Linked DNA regions of Sus scrofa: all the other regions are linked to region 1. The links are chromatin contacts, called in public Hi-C maps. All regions are on one chromosome and are shown on one strand. Each heading gives the region's core, a stretch centred on a gene start, on an enhancer-like site or on the middle of the called end of the contact. The rest is flanking DNA. Distances are from core to core; before and after follow the strand shown.

Evidence for each region. A called contact is a pair of places that touch in the nucleus more often than the background predicts.
Region 2: a Hi-C map of retroperitoneal adipose tissue shows a contact between it and region 1, with 2.2 times the contacts expected there. The contact joins two enhancer-like sites. A contact is called at or near these places in 11 of 47 Hi-C or Micro-C datasets (embryonic fibroblasts, epiblast stem cells, fetal heart ventricle and 7 more).
Region 3: a Hi-C map of retroperitoneal adipose tissue shows a contact between it and region 1, with 2.0 times the contacts expected there. The contact joins two enhancer-like sites. A contact is called at or near these places in 4 of 47 Hi-C or Micro-C datasets (embryonic fibroblasts, heart right ventricle, mesenteric adipose tissue and 1 more).

The regions. Positions count from the first base shown.
Region 1 is chr8:40,698,707-40,702,299 of Sscrofa11.1, forward strand. No RefSeq gene overlaps it. Among named protein-coding and RNA genes, the nearest start is that of CHIC2, 150 kb to the right of the region's middle. Within about 2 kb of position 2,030, at least 7 of the 83 cell types and tissues checked have an H3K27ac peak or open chromatin away from gene starts, as enhancers often do. A contact at or near this core is called in retroperitoneal adipose tissue, where this site is marked.
Region 2 is chr8:39,866,903-39,870,495 of Sscrofa11.1, forward strand. All of the region lies in intron 5 of SCFD2 (sec1 family domain-containing protein 2), which reads right to left. Among named protein-coding and RNA genes, the nearest start is that of RASL11B, 170 kb to the left of the region's middle. Within about 2 kb of position 1,874, at least 26 of the 83 cell types and tissues checked have an H3K27ac peak or open chromatin away from gene starts, as enhancers often do. A contact at or near this core is called in retroperitoneal adipose tissue, where this site is marked.
Region 3 is chr8:40,086,197-40,089,789 of Sscrofa11.1, forward strand. The region is part of intron 3 of SCFD2 (sec1 family domain-containing protein 2); the gene reads right to left. Among named protein-coding and RNA genes, the nearest start is that of SCFD2, 58 kb to the right of the region's middle. Within about 2 kb of position 1,690, at least 4 of the 83 cell types and tissues checked have an H3K27ac peak or open chromatin away from gene starts, as enhancers often do. A contact at or near this core is called in retroperitoneal adipose tissue, where this site is marked.

The DNA of each region.
Region 1 (3,593 bases), core at 780-3,279:
ATCCATGAGGATGTGAGTTCGATCCCTGACGCTCTTTAGTGGGTTAAGGATCTACAAGTGCCGTGTAGGTCACAGTCACGATTGCTGTGGCTGTGGCGCTGGCTGGCAGCTGCAGCTTCAATTCAATCCCTAGCCTGGGACCCTCCATATGCCACAGGTGCGGCCCTAAAAAAAAACAAACAAACAAACAAACAAAAAAGCTCCTCCTTTATCTTCTGTAATTTCGCATCAGCCTCTGCCAGGGTAGAAACCATATTCTAAATTATCGCAGCATCTTCACTCTCTTTAATAACACCTCTAAAAATGAACACACTTTCCTGTGCACCTAGAAAGGACCTGTCAAGGTCTCTTTCATGCTTCCATTCAGGCTTCCCTGATATTTTCAGTACTTTCACGCTGCTGAGTCTAAAAACGTCCTTTCAGGAAGAACTCTACAGTTTACATGATATTTTCATATGCATCGTCTTCTGGAAGGTTCTGAAAAATAAATTCCTAACATCCTTGTAAAGACCTTGCCGCCTTAGTTCACAAAATAGTCACGGAGTCCTCCCTTGAAATGACTGCATTTCCCACACTTTTTCTGTCTTTGTTGACTTAAGTTCAAAGTCAAGCTGGCAAATCTGTTTTGTCAGATGGGAAGCTGGCTGCTCCTGGTTCAGAAAGGCTCTGTGCATAGCTCACTGCGTTCCCCCCACTAACCAGAAGAATCTGCTGTGTTCCCCAGAAGGTAGCAGCGTCATGCTTTATTTATTTAACGCTACCATGGCTTAAGCCAGTCTGCAGAAAATGTCCTAGAACACGGGGACCTCAGGGCTAAGAGGGATTCCTGGACTAGATCTATATCAGCCCATTCCACATTCCCGTGGAAAAGCTAACTGAACAGTCGTTACACTTTATAGGTGCCTACTTGCCCTTTATTCTTTTAGACAATGTGTACATCCAGTGCCAGCACAGAGCAGTCCCTGGCAGCCCAGCCCTATGGTTTTGGTGAAACGGCGGCAGTTGCAGGGGAAATACGGTAACTCACCGGGCTCCACCCGCACTTCCGGGAAGAGCCCTGGATACAACCCTTGAACGCTACCAGGCAGAGAGGCAGCCCTGTGGCATCCTCGCCCTGCTGGGGCCGCTGGTGATTGAAATGTGTTCAAACTGTGGTCAGAGAAGAAGCGTTGGGAGGAAAAGAAGAGAAGGAAGTCTTTCATCACGACGCCTGCTCTTCTCTTGATTATTTCCTGGGACAGTTTGTCCAACACCAGTCCGTTACCCAAATGAGCGGAAATAACACTCTTTAGTTTCCGTTTCCGGTTTCCTTCATGAACTTACACTGTCACCTGGCTTTTCTCCTAATCTTCCCCCCACAGCTCACCTCTGTTGCCAAATGGTCAGAAAGTTCTCTGATGAGTAAAATGTCATGTAAATGCAAACAATTAATATTCAGTATTTCATTCATGGTCCCAATAAAGAAACTTACAAGGATATTATTTTTTTTAATCCCCTTAGCTTTTGACACAAATGTACATTTTCTTGTTGATAAATGGACATCTCCTTCCCTCTAGTATAGCTGTATTGGACTCAAGGACTAAGGATTCCTATTTCCTAAAGAAAGCATATAAACTCAACGTGACTTTTCTCTTAGGTAGCACCCATTTCAATGATGTGCACGGGGACTCTAGAATTTTCTGTAATTTGTTCTGCTTTCCTCATTGGATAATAATTTTTCATAATGAAATCTTTTGGTGTCAGTATTTCCAAAAGATTGCAACACATTGACAGTTCCTTACCAGGCTGCTGTGGGGCTCTATGCAATTAAGTCAGTAAAGACCTGAGTTTCCGATTCCATCTCCGTATATCTGGATGGAAGCCCTCTTGTAGAGGAAGCATTCTGATCACCACCCAGCTGAGAAGTCCCCGCTTGTAATCTGGCTGATTCTAGACACCTGGGCATAGGCCAATGCAAATGCTTCCTCAAAGGCTTTTAGCAGAAAGAAAAACAACTAAACAGATCTGTTTCCTGACTTTGTGCTTTGATGGATATTTTCTGAGTCTTGAACATACTTTACCCCTGATAATTTAGAGATCTACTGTTGGTGAGAGGATACCATGGATAAGAAGAGTCCTGATGTTCCTTTTGTAAGGATAACACCCCTGGCTTGATGAGACAGGACTTGGCAAGAGCATCTTTGCAGGGCTTTTCAAAGAGTTATGGGATTAGGGAAGGTTCCCTGGGACCCATTCCCTACTGCTCCATTCGTGCTGATAATGACTTGATCTCATCATTTTTTCCAAATGACCTGACACAGCACAAGTTCCCTTCGGAGCAGAATGGAGCTGAAGGTCTGTCTCCAGAACTGTCCTGGGAAAGGAAGGACCCAAAGCTGCAGGAACTCGGGCTAAAATTTAAGAACAGAGTGATTCAGTTTGCAGACCACAAACTTGATTTCCTAGAATTTGAAGCCCCAATGAAGTCTCCCCTTTCCCATCAGAACACATCTTTCCTAGGCGCCTTGATGCCTGATTGCATACACAGCAGGTGCACGGACACAGAAGATGATTAATTGATGCACAGAAGCCTCAACAATATGACGTTTAAAGCTTTCAAACCAAATGAAGTGAATTTTTTTTTTCTTTTTAGGGCTGCAAGTGTGGCATATGGAAGTTCCCAGGCTAGGGGTCTAATTGGAGCTGCAGCTGTGCTACAGCCACAGCCACAGCCACAGCAATGCCAGATCCAAGCCTCATCTGTGACCTACACCACAGCTCATGGCAACACCAGATCCTTAACTCACTGAGCGAGGCCAGGGATTGAACCCACACCCTCATGGATACCAGTCGGGTTCTTAACTCACTGAAACACAAGAACTCCCCAAATGAAGTAATTTGCATTCAGGCACAGAGCCAAGAGGGCTCTAACCTGTCCTCATAAGCTCAGGGCCCCCCAGCACCTCTTCTTCCCTCCCCCCGATCTGTGTACCCCGAAGCCCCTCCAAACATAGGCTCACAAGAAAGAAGTCACTACAAATCGTGATTCAGGTCAACCACTCAAAGAGGGCATATAAATTTTTAATTTCCACATAGGCCTTTTAAAAATGTATAAGTCATTCCAAAAACAGAAAGGCCCTTCCCTGCCAGCACTGCTTTGGTCAGTTCAAGTGCTCTGGCAATTTATTCTGTCCACAAAGTCTCTTCCTTCCTATCTCCCAAGACAGTTACAAGAGCTTCATAACCGAATTATTTGAGAAGTTCTCAAGCTACTCAGACGAAACCATCTCTCCCAAGCAAAGGGTTACCCAGTGGGTAGGGAACCTTGGTCCGTTCCTGCTGACACATTGCTTTCTGCCCGGGTTTTATCTTTTGCTCCCTAGTAATCCAAACGGAGCAGAGAAACTGCCAACAACAGATCCTCTTTTCTGCCTTACACCCGCATTTGAGGGGCAGCACGGAACAACCATCATTAAATGGTTTGGGGTGCAAAGCGGTGGCCCTGGGTAAGCTAAACTGTTTGGGACACCAAAATAAAGATGTCCCAGGTTGCTAAAACAGGGTCACACAGGGAACAATTAAAACGGAATTACACACCAAGGTTGACTGAGCCT
Region 2 (3,593 bases), core at 624-3,123, 830 kb before region 1:
CTCTGCAATACACAGAGACACTTCCACTCGCCTTAAAAGGCCTTCAGGAGTTCCCACTGTGGTGCAGTGGGCTAAGAATCTGACTGCAACAGTTCAGGTCACTGCAGAGACTCAGGTTCCATCCCTGGCTCAGTGTGGGGGGGTTAAAGGATCTGGCTTTGCCACAGTTATGGCTCTGATTCAGTCCCTGGCCTGGGAAGTTCCATATGCCGAGGGTGCAGCCATTAAGAAAGGTCTTGAGGAGTTCCCGTCGTGGCGCAGTGGTTAACGAATTCGACTAGGAACCATGAGGTTGTGGGTTCGGTCCCTGCCCTTGCTCAGTGGGTTAACGATCTGGCATTGCCGTGAGCTGTGGTGTAGGTTGCAGACGCAGCTCGGTCCTGCGTTGCTGTGGCTCTGGCGTAGGCCAGTGGCTACAGCTCCGATCAGACCCCTAGCCTGAGAACCTCCATATGCCGCGGGAGAGGCCCAAGAAATAGCAAAAAAAAAACAAAAAACAAAAAAAGAAAAAAAAAAGGTCTTGAATTCTGATCCTGCCACATTTATCAAGTATGCAGAGGCATCACTCTCACCACTGGTCTCAGCCGTATGTGTACAGGTCACCCACATTACAATTCCCTCAGCCTCCACCCGGGGCCCAGGCAGGACTGTGCCACCCACTTCTGTAAGCCTAGCACAATGCCAAACACATAGAGGGGATCTATAAATGTACACTGAATGATCCACGTGTTTGGTGGGATAAAGTTCAATTCTCAAAACATAGTTAAATGCACCTCTAAAAAAAAGTGTTACCTACATAGCATGTTTCAATGCAGATGACAATTGAATAAGAAAATAGCGGTTGTGAAGCGGGGGGGGGGGTCCCCTGTTCCCTGAAAAGCAGCAGAACTCAGCATTCCCTGCTACTAGGGTAATGGGACTATTTTTTTCCTCTGAGCTTTTAGTGTCCATTGGAAGATTTTACTGGTGTTGTACTGGGTGGCAGATGTTTTGAATAAAAAGTAGACATTACAAGCTAATGATTTAGCAAAACAAACCAAAAGCCAGCAAGTCGGGAGGGAGAAGAGACACTAAGTCAAACTGTCCAGCTTTATTATAGGGTCTACTATTTGCTACCTCGGTTTCTCATTAAGCAAAGCTCAGTATATTTAAGGCAATTTTCAAAGAGTAAGTACAGCAAAACACAGCAATAAAGGCTAACCATACACTCGGATGGTCAGGACACGGACCAAGATTAAGGATTTTATGTCTCTGATCCACCACTGTTGGTCCTTAAACACCTATGATTCATCCAGCATTTCCTGAAGACCTACTTTGTGCCAGGCACTGTGCTGTGCTTTGGAAATACAGAGGTGAGGGACACAACAGCCCTGCCCTGAGGGGATTTATAACCTAGGAAGGGCTGCAGAAAAGTAAGGTAGAGACAGTTATAACTAGTCTAACCTGTGGAAGAAGCAGCATGAATGAGGGCTGACTACCCACGAGAAAGAAAATCTCTCAAAGCCGTGTTGTCCATCTTTGGGTGGTTCAGATAAGTCTCTTTCAGCTCCTCCTCTCATCCCTATGAGAAAAATAGCTCCAGTAGAATGTCCGCTAAGAGTGGCTCATCTTCCAAGATGTGCTCTCAGGAGCTTCGTATTCACAGCAAGTCGTCAAATAATACGGTTATGAAACTGCATTTTGCCTTTCAAAAGTACGAAGGAGACTGCGGGGTGGGGAATGCAACGCCAACTGGTAAACAGTTGGGATGCTTTCATCCTCCTTCTGTAGTAACTTGTTGAGGCCACAGAGAGGCGCTCTGGGTTAAAGAATGAGTGGGTTTCTATTTCCCACTGCAGTCTTTGCTTCTACCAGGGGCTTTCACAGAGCAACATGGGTTTATCTAACATCAGGAAGGTCAGCAGCTCTTGGAAGAAAGCACATGTTTGTCCTGCACAAAGTACAGATGTTTTTGACTGAAGTTTCAAAATAAATCTCATTTATGCAGGAAGAATTAAATCGAAAGTGGAGACTGCTTCTTCAGGGAGGGGGGCTTCTGTTGCTAAAAATAAGCATTTTTCCATCCCATCACCTCTGGGGGAAGAGGGGATAAAGAAGTAAAGCAAACAAAATGAGAACATTAAACAATAACGACAACAACAAAACCCCTCACAAAATAAAAACACAGCTCTCAGAATAATGAGAACATTTTTGAAAAGGACACACTGCTGGAAGCAGCTCTGACAGTATTCCCCTTGGTGTTGGGTTTGGATGATCCTATTTGAATAGGAACCTTCCTTAAGCTTCATCATGAACCAGTCAATAATCCACTGTTTGTAACATTACAAGTCAGTTGCCATGGAAATAAAACTGTTGTCACAAAATTAGCTTTTTGGTTATCATCCTGGATCGTACAGGAGCAGAAAGCTAGAAAATCGTATCTGTCCTGTGCTAATATTTTCATTTGTTAGGGGGGCAAACAAATCAAGAAATTCTATACAAATTGTATACTGTTATACTATGAATCTTTGAAAAGCCTCCAAAATCTTTACGCAGATTTTTTTTTTTTTTTTTTGTCTTTTTTAGGGCTGCACCCACGGCATATAGAGGTTCCCAGGCTAGGGGTCTAATCGGAGCTGTAGCTGTAGCCGCTGGCCTATACCACAGCCACAGCAATGGCAGATCTGAGCCGTCTGCGACCTACACCATAGCTCATGGCAATGCCAGATCCTCAACCCACTGAGCGAGGCCAGGGATCGAACCTGCAACCTCTTGGTTCCTAGTTGGATTCGTTTCTGCTGCGCCATGATGGGAACTCCTAATTTTTCAATCTCCAGTGCTTCATTGTGCAAAAAAATTATTTTAAGTATCTGTTGTTTATAGGGTTTATGAAATAAGCTACTGCTGAGGTTTCTAATTTTATTTTTTATTATTTTCTTTATTGTTGTACAAAATTTTTATCTAGCTGGAATTCCTGAGCTCTTTAGCTCTCAGTGAGTATTTTACATCTTTGTACTAGACAAAATAAATGAGTCATGTTAGAAATGAGTAAGAGGTTCTGGTTAGAAGACAGGTGGAAAAAAAAATGTATACCTGTCACTCTTGTCACTAATTTTAAGGTAGGTGTGTATGGCTTTTTTTTTTTTTTTTTTCTTTTTTTAAGTCTCTAAGGAAACCTGAGAAAATATGACTCTTTTCCAAGACGGCATTTCAGGACATGCAAAGATGATCAAAATCAGTGCGTTCAGAGGCCGACTGCTGAGGCTCGGGTTGCTGCAGAGGTGTATGTTCGATCCCAGCTTAGCACAGTGGGTTAAAGGACCCAACATTGCTGCAGCTGCAGCTCGAATTCAATCCCTGGCTGGGGAACTTCCATATGCTGTGGGCGTGGCCATTAAAAAAAAAAAAGATCAAAATTTTATCCTCCCTCCTGCTTCCATCCCCATTCCCTTCCCTGAACGAGAGAAGCAGCAAAAGTTCTTGCATAATCCTCATGTTTGGGTGGGCACCACTGAGTAATTATAAAACAATAGGCTATTTTCTGCTTCCTAAAAATAAGGAGGGCAATTATCCAGGGGTAGGGGTGGTTATGCAACGGACCACACTTCACCCAC
Region 3 (3,593 bases), core at 440-2,939, 610 kb before region 1:
CTAGCCTCCAGAGGCACAGGTAGAGAAGGGTGGAGAGTATGTGGAGGGACAATCAGGTGAAAATATTTCAGGCAAAAACAACCAAGACCTGGATCTACAGAAGTTCCTTCTGGTGAATGGGGAGTAGGGAGGAAAAGCAATTCGAGTCGATGGGTGAATTGCGTGTGAGGCCAGAAGTCGGAAAGACATACAAATAGCATGCTAAGGAGTTTGGACACTATCTTGAGGCTGGGGAACCACCAGAGGTTAGACAGAGTAATGGCACAATCATATCTGTGTTTGTGGCTCTGTAGCCGCTCCTCCTGCCCCACCTCCACCCCCATAGTTTGATTTCTCAAAATGAAAGAGGCCTGCTAGAGAAGTCAGGGAGACCAGGACTATATTCTGGCTCACCCCCTCTAAGACTGTATTAGTCGGGACCCAGGCAAAAGGTAGGAAACACACCAGTTATTGGAGCACAGAGAATTGTTAACTGGGTTACAGAAAGGTAAAAAAGGAACTCCAAGGTATCACACAGGTAGCAACTGTTGGAAGCAGCTGTCACCAGCAGGGAGGAGGATGGAATTATACCTCTGAGAACAGAGCACTGCCTAGCTGGGCTGGTATATCCAAGGAGGGGGTGCTGTGAAGCTGGTTCTGCAAGTATTGGAAGAACTGCAAACTGAATTCTGTTGCTGCCACAGAAAAGACCTGCCACTGCAGGGGTGAAGAAGTGTGGTTGGCATGGCAGTCACAGGCAGAAGCAAGTCCAGAGGAGGCAGGCAGGATGTGACAAGTTGCCTTTTCCCCTTTCAGGCTTGCAGTTTCCCTCGGGCATCCCTTACTAGCACAGCCCGCCAGGCCACCAGCTGGAAAAGCAGAATGTGGTGTGCAGGGTCTCATCCCCAGCATCAGGAGCACAAGGGTGGGCTGAGATTGAAGAGACAGTTAACAACTGGCACAGTAATCCCGGAAAAGAAACTTAACCTTCTTGAGTCTTAGTGTTCCTTGTCTGTGAAATGAAGCGGGCTGTGGGGAAAGGGTACCAAATTCACAAGACTGCTGGGAGGATTAAATTACACAAACTATGTAAAACTTGTTACAGTACCTGAAACAAAGCAGCTGGTCAGGAATTCCCATTGTGGCCCAGCCAAAACAAATCCAACTAGGAACCATGAGGTTGTGGGTTCCATCCCTGGCCTCACTCAGTAGGTTAAGGATCTGGTGTTGCCGTGAGCTGTGGTCGCAGACGTGGGTCGGATCTGATGCTGCTGTGTCTGTGGAGTAGGCGGGCGGCTCTGATTCGACCCCTAGCCTGGGAACCTCCATATGCCACGGGTGCAGCCCTAAAAAAGCAAAAAAAAAAAAAAAAAAAAAAAACGCAAAAAAAACAAAGTAGCTGTTCAATAATAGTCAATTCCCTTCCTCATTCCTCAAACTGTGGCAACAGCTAATACATGAAGACAAAGATGTGTGAGACTTAACAGTCAGTGTATGTGCCCTATCCAGATGCTCTTACCTCTTATAAATTATCATATATCAGATGGTATGTTGGTCTTATTAGGCTTTACGATATCTATTTTGCAAAGCTTGACAATGTCCACACCTACTCCACATAACACATAGACACACACACACACACACACACACACACACACACACACAGATGTGTGTGGACACATGCTCCCCTTAATCCAAAACGAAAGCAAAAGATAAAAATGTGATCAAAACACGGCTGTTATCCAGCCACAACTAGATAAACTCAAGTACCAGTAAGAAGCAGAGTTATACTGAAAACACTATATATCGAATAAAATTTTAGGGTGTTTTGAGTTATTGCTGTTTCTCAAAGCCAGTATTGCGAAATTGTAAAAGCCGGAAATGACAGTGGGCGTGGCATCGGAGGGAAGCAAAACTCAATAATTTCATCTGTGACTTCATTAAGAGAAGTATGATGGCCAAAAAGAGGCAAAGAACAAGACAGTGTCTTTATTCAGCTCCCGACATCACATTTTAGGATGGACACTAACAAACTAGAGCTATGCCAGCGGCTCAGAACTTGAAAAAATGTGATTGTTAAAGGCTTGTCAGAGTTTCCTTTGTAGCGCAGTAGAAACGAATCTGACTAGGAACCATGAGCTTGCGGGTTCAATCCCTGGCTTCGCTCAGTGGGTTAAGGATCTGGCATTGCCGTGAGCTATGGTGTAGGTCGCAGACGTGGCTCAGATCCTGCGTTGCTGTGGCGTATGCTCGCAGCTACAGCTCCGATTAGACCCCAAACCTTGGAACCTCCATATGCCACAGGTGTGGCATTAAAATTAAAAGAGAAAAAAAAGAAAAAAGGCTTGTCTTTTCAGAAATGCTTGGAAGAATTCATCACACTTAATTTGAAAAAGAAGAACTGATGATGAGTCTACGGAGCTAAAACTCCACTGCCCCACAACAAGGAGAGTAAATTAAGAAGCTGCGCGATGCAATGGATGAGATCATCATCTGGAAATGTAGCCCAAGAGGTTTTCCTGTAAAAATGTGACCACAGAGGTTTGGGAATCTCAGAGATAGCCAAGGTGATTTAGGGGGTGAAGAGAGTCAGGAAGGGGTAACAGAATGTAATGATATGTAAGCTGAAAATGGAAAAAATATTTAGAATTCGGCTAAAAGAATGTGTTATCAAAAGGGAGAGTTTAAGCACAAAGAGGAGAAAAAGAGAAACCAAGCGAAAAGAATGAATAAGTACATTTCCCAGAAAGAAAGGGTAAAATCATCTAACTTGAGTTGATTGTCTGGATTTTACTCCCATCAAACAACCTTCCTATAATACGGCTTCCCATGCAGATTTCCTCAAAGGTAGACTATAACTGCAGCATACTAACTCCGGTTTGCATAACGATCATAACCTTTGCTCTGCTCAGAGGTTTCTTTCTCCTCCGAAATTACAAAATAGCTATCTCCCCCATTCTTATGGGAAAATAAATTGATGTTTGGCCAATGAGCAGCAGAACTGTGATGCACCTCCACATGTAACTGACTTTACACTACTCCATCACAATCAGGAGAGCCTAAAGTTGCAGAAAACAAAGAGATGTCCAAGACAGAGGTGAGAATCTAATACCGAATGTTGCAAAGAATGGGGACTGAGAAAATGCCCTTACATCTAGAGGCCTAGGAAATGTCTCAGCAAAAGAGTGTCAGGAGCCAGACTACACTAGATTAATAAGCAAAAAAATAATAAAGAAACAGAGGCGTCAGGCATATAATACTCTTCCAAGAAATCTGGCTGCAAAACAAAGGAGAGTGTCACAAAAAGATCTGTTTCCCTTCAGCCCTAATAGAGTCTTTCTGCCAGCCAGTAAAGCTGGGGAATACGCCCTTCTGCAGAGAGCTAAGCGTGGGACAAAGGGGTGAAGATCCCCAACCACTGTGTTAATCCAGAGAAACAGATTCTCCGTAAATGGAGAGACTGAGATGGGCATCTTTGACTCATTTCTTCTGTGAATGAAAATTCTGGGTCCCAACAAAAGCGTTTCTTAGAGTCCATTTGTTTTTACTTTCAGAACACATTTTTCATGATGAAAAGCCAGTGGGGGAAAAAAATACAACTCAATTTACGATGT